Linked DNA regions of Sus scrofa: region 2 is linked to region 1. The links are chromatin contacts, called in public Hi-C maps. All regions are on one chromosome and are shown on one strand. Each heading gives the region's core, a stretch centred on a gene start, on an enhancer-like site or on the middle of the called end of the contact. The rest is flanking DNA. Distances are from core to core; before and after follow the strand shown. Region 1 holds the start of TMEM231 (transmembrane protein 231). Region 2 holds the start of ZNRF1 (a long non-coding RNA gene).

What was found. Hi-C and Micro-C count contacts between places; a contact is called where the count stands out from the background.
Region 2: a contact with region 1 is called in a Hi-C map of embryonic fibroblasts, with 2.6 times the contacts expected there. The contact joins the promoter of ZNRF1 here to the promoter of TMEM231 in region 1. A contact is called at or near these places in 1 of 47 Hi-C or Micro-C datasets (embryonic fibroblasts) and 1 of 2 datasets of contacts at active chromatin or transcription factors (skeletal muscle).

Annotation. Positions count from the first base shown.
Region 1 is chr6:12,138,898-12,141,597 of Sscrofa11.1, reverse strand. TMEM231 (transmembrane protein 231) reads right to left here and starts at 1,281. Exons shown (of 6, transcript XM_005664337.3): 1 at 411-1,281. The coding sequence starts at 911.
Region 2 is chr6:12,667,462-12,670,161 of Sscrofa11.1, reverse strand. It overlaps ZNRF1 (a long non-coding RNA gene), which reads left to right and starts at 1,355. Exons shown (of 5, transcript XR_002344499.1): 1 at 1,355-2,433.

The sequences.
Region 1 (2,700 bases), core at 32-2,531:
AACCAAAAAAAAAAAAAAAAAAAAAAAGAGAGAGAGAACGTCAACTGGCTTTCACGACTCAGCAACTTTCGCGACCACGCTTCCATCAGGCCACGCCCACGGAAATGGGGGCCAGAGACAGGCTGTCCGCAGGCTATCAGTCTCTGTGTGGGACACACACCCTGACAGCAGTGACTAATTTTCTCGGGGGTGGTGGACGGCTTGGAGAATTCGAATATTACAAAATATTTACTCCCCAGGAAATTAAATATAAGCTTAGGCCAATGAGCCTGTACACACAACTTCTGTGGATTCGTAACTCCTTCAGACCCAAGCAGGGCCCCCAGGGACAAGGACCCGGACCGCCCAGCTTCCTCCCACGCATGCCCCTATCCCCATCTCCATCCATACACCCGCCCAGAACCACGCACCGAAACGAGCGGGACGCGCAGGTGATCCCCCTGCAGTCGGTTGAAGGCAGGGAACGTGCTCCAGGCCAGGAATCCGCCGTGCGCGTGCTCAGGTCCCAGCAAGGCCACGAGCAGCACTTGGTGCTGGAAGCGTACGGTCGGCTGCTCCTCGTAGCTACTCCGTTTCAGCCAAAACCCTGAGGTAAAGAGGGCAGGAGGCAGAGGGGAAGAGGTTAGGGAGGCCGGCGGGAGCACCGGGGAGAATCCTGTCGCGCACTGGCCTTCAGGCAGGCTCACCGTGGCTCCGGAAGGCCACCAGCAGCGGTGGGATGTACGTGAGGGCGGTGGCCAGCAGCAGGAACAGCGCGGCCTTGGAGCAGAGCCCCGCGCGGTAGCCGCGCTCCACCGGGTGAGAAAAGAGTTCGTGGAGCGCCATGAGCACAGGTCGGAGTCGGGCTGCGCGTCCCGGACCCCTCCGCGGTTCCAGAGACTCGACCAACTTTGGCTTCTCCTGGTTGCCATAGCCTTGGTCTCCACGGCAACCGCAGGCGCGGGGAAAGGAACCAATAGCAAGGAAGCTGGCTTTGGTGGGGGTGGGGCTAACGGGGGGCGGTACCCACTGGTGGATCGTAGTCCTAGCTTTAAGCGTTAGGCGCCCTTTCCTATAAGCTGAGCAGAAATGGAATGTTCCGTGCCCCCAAATCTTAGCATCGCCCTTGTTAACATTTGTGTCAAATTAGATTTTCATAAATATTAAAGTAAATACCTGCATAAGTGTCATCTGTTAATCCCCAATGTGGTTCACTGTACACTGAGTCCAGTAACGGCACACCTTACATTGGAGGAAAACAGTGTGGTCCTGGACCTGGTCACTCCTTTGTATCCAAATGTACCTTTTTTCTTTCTTTCTTTTCACTTTTATTTATTTATTTGTTTGTTTGTTTTTAGGGCCGCATCCGCAGGCATATGGAAGTTCCCGGGCTAGGGGTCAAATAAGAGCTGCAACTGCCGCCTACAGCACAGTTCCAGCAACACAGGTTCTGAGCTGCGTCTGTGACCTACACCACAGGCCATGGCAATGCCAGTTCCTTAACCCACTGAGCGAGGCTAGTGATCCAATCCACATCCTCATGGATGCTAGTCAGGTCCCTTACCACTGAGCCAGGGCAGGAACCCCTGTCTCCAAATTTTCTAATGCTTTCACTAGTCCATAGCAAGACAGACACCGAAACAGGTCACAAAGCACCCTGCTCTTCAAGGGATAAGGATAATTACTATATAGCTCTACTATACTATGTTATAGTTGAGCACAGGCTTGACGACCTGTTTTGGGGAAGCTCTGGCCCTCTGCAAAGTTAACCTTGGTGTGTCACTTCATTAAAAGCTCTCCCTAGTATTTCAAACAAGGCAGAAGGATCTTTTTTTTTTTAAGGGCCATACCCATGGCATATGGAGGTTCCCAGGTTAGGGGTCAAATTGGACCTACAGCTGCCAGCTTATGCCACAGGCATGGCAATGCAGGATCCAAGCCATGTCTGCAACTTACACCATAGGTCATGGCAACACCAGATCCCTAACCCACTGAGGGAGGCCAGGGATCAAATGGATCCTCATGGATACCAGTCTGATTCGTTTCCACTGGACCACAATGGGAACTCCCAGGATTTTTTTTTAACACGTTCAACAGCCAACTTCTTTATCAAAAGGACCCGAAGAATCAAATGTCAGTGCCAAGAGATAGTGTGAGGTTTGTTATCAGAATGGAGTCCAGCAGTAGACGCTCCTATTTCAAAACCAACCTAGAAGTGCTTTTGTCTTCTAGTTTCATTGGGATATAACTGACATACAGCACCATATAAGTTTAAGGTGTACAACATAATGATTTGACTTACATACATCATAAAATGATTACAATAAGTTTAGTGAACCCTTCACCTCATATAGAAAATTAAATAGAAAATATTTTTCCTTATAATAAGATCTCTTAGGATTTATTCTCTTTCTTTCATATGTAACCCAGTGCAGTGTTAATTATATTTATCATGTTGTACCTTATATCCCTAGTACTTATCTTGTAACTGCAAGTTTGTACCTTCTTTTCATCCAATCCCCTCTTCCCTCCACCCTGATTCTGGTAGCCACAAATCTGATCTCTTTTTTTAATGAGTTTGTTTATTTTTGGAAGTATAAGTGACCTACAACCCTATTAGTTCCTGTTTCACAGTATGAAGTATTTCTACACATTTCTTTTTTTTTTTTTTTTTTTTTTTTTTTTTGGTCCTTTTAGTGCCGCACTTGCGGCACATGGAAG
Region 2 (2,700 bases), core at 106-2,605, 530 kb before region 1:
CACTCAGCATTTGATAGATACTGAGCTTTCCCTGTAGCGCAAACAGGATCCATGGCTGCACTGGCGGCTTTGCAGCTATGTGTGTGGGGTGTGTGGATTCAAGCCCCTGCCCCCAGCAATGGGTTAAGGATCCAACATTACTGTAGCTGTGGCATAGATTGCAACTCTGGCTCAGATTCAATCCCTGGTCCAGGAACTCCACACGCCACCCGTGGCCAAAAAAGAAAAGAAAAGAAAAGGTGCTGAATGAATGAATGAATGAATGTTAGTGAGAATAAGAGAGATTGCAAAATTCAGACTTGGTCAGCAAATCTTTATTGAGTACCGGCTCTGTGATAGACCCTGTGGTGCATGCCAAGATAAATGGTGAACAAAACAGGGGTCCCACCGTGAACTAGAGTGTTTCTAAAATCACTAGTTCTAGCTGTATTATTCCATCTCATGTCCATATCTTTTCACTTTTTATCATACATCTAATGATCATCAGAATCACATTTTAGCTAAGGAATCTATCCATTTGATTAAGGACAAAATAGAAAGTTCTGATCTACTGTCAGCAAAAACTGGAGTCACAAGGGCCCCGGTGCTCCATTTACCCCCAACAACTAAGAATTCCCCAAATGCTAAGTTTCCTGATTTTTTTTTTTTTTTTTTTTTTTTTTTTTTTTGCCTTCTCTAGGGCCGCTCCCGCGGCACATGGAGATTGCCAGACTAGGGGTGAAATCGGAGCTGTAGCCACCGGCCTACGCAGAACCACAGCAATACAGGATCCGAGCCGCGTCTGCGACCTACACCACAGCTCACGGCAATGCCAGATCCCTAACCCACTGAGCAAGGCCAGGAATCGAAGCCGCAACCTCATAGTTCTTAGTCGGATTCGTTAACCACTGCGCCACAGCGGGAACTCCTAAGTTTCCTGATTTTTAGGGGTTCTTGGATGAGGAACCTCAGATAGAACGCATAGCATGTCCACCAGAGGGTGCTGTGGGGGCAAATTTGCGCCGGGTGGGGAGCTTGACCGCTGACCCTCAGAGCCAGGTAGGCGTCTCGAGTAATTTTTTTTCTTCCTTGGGTTTCCTTCCCACCCCTGGAACCATGGCCGCCCCTCGCCCCCCAGGTAGGTTCCCTCCTTTCCCAGTAAGCGGCTACTTTCGGGGGCTTAAAGAGTGCTTGCTTTGAAAAGACGCCTAGCTTTTGGTCCCGACGCCCCATGGCTCAGGCCCCTCAGGTCAGGGCGGATTGGGTGGGTGGGACTTCTCGGGCGCCCGCGGCCTTGCGCCGCAGGGGCGGGGAAAGGGTTAACCCGGCGGGAGGGGGAGGGGGGAGGGGGCGCGGGCCGCGCCTGCGCTCTGCCGCCCTCCATTGTCTCCACGGCGGCGAGGAGCGCCGGAGAGCGCAGTCCCGGACCAAGCAGGGCGGCGCGGCTCGCCGGGAAGGCGGCGGCTGCTGGAGCGGGCGCGACGCGACGCTATCACCGCTTCCCGAGCTCTGTCTGGCCTCCCAGCGCCGCGGCCCTCCCGAGGCCTGGAGGGGTCCGGGCCGCCGTCCATGGTCGCGGCGTCCTGAGGCGGGGGACGCGCCCGGCGCCCCCAGCCCTCCTCCGCCTCCTGCTTTCGGGCGGGCGGCCTCCTCCGGCGCCTCCCTGCGCCCGCCCGCCTGCTCGCCCGCCGCCTCCCTCCCTCCTTCCCTGCGGCTCCCCCGGCTTTCGGGAACCCGGGGGCGGCCTGTGGCGCGCCGAGCCCGCGGCGGACTGCGCCTCTTTGGACCTTGAGGGGAAACATGCGTTTGGCTTGGATCGGTTTAAATTCTTAGTTTGGGATCCCCGCCCGCCTGCCTCTTCCGCCCCGCGGGTTTTCTTTTCTCTTTTTCTTTTTTTTTGTCCTTTTCCACCTCCCAGTCTCCTTTTTGACTCCCTCCCCCTTTATGCTCGCCCAACCCTCCCCCGGTTGCTGAGAAGTGGGGGAGGGTCTCGGCCTCCAGGTTCCCGCCCCACCGGGGCCCGGGCGAGCATGGGGGGCAAGCAGAGCACGGCGGCTCGTTCTCGGGGCCCCTTCCCTGGGGTCTCCACCGATGACAGCGCCGTGCCCCCGCCGGGAGGGGCGCCCCACTTTGGGCACTACCGGGCAGGCGGCGGGGCCATGGGGCTGCGCAGCCGCTCGGTCAGCTCGGTGGCGGGCATGGGCATGGACCCCAGCACGGCCGGGGGGGTGCCCTTTGGCCTCTACACCCCCGCCTCCCGGGGCACCGGCGACTCGGAGAGGGCGCCCGGCGGCGGAGGGTCGGCGTCCGACTCCACCTATGCCCACGGCAATGGTTACCAGGAGACGGGCGGCGGTCACCATAGAGACGGGATGCTGTACCTGGGCTCCCGAGCCTCGCTGGCGGATGCTCTACCTCTGCACATCGCACCCAGGTGGTTCAGCTCGCACAGTGGTGAGTCTGCGGGTGGTGGAGGCCTCGGAGGGTGGAGTTCAAGGGAGGGCGCGCCGGGGCGCCCCACACCTTCGCGCGCGTGCGGGGATTTGGAGGTGGAGTGCGCGACCTGAATCTGTCTTCCCTTTGATTCCCGAAGCCAAGGGATGAATGGGATCCCTACCCTATAGAAAAGAGGCTTCCTGAGAGGCTGCGGAGCTGGGCGTATTAGGACTTCAGGCGTTGGTTCACTTGTGGATGCTTATTCAAGTCCCATTCATTGGCATC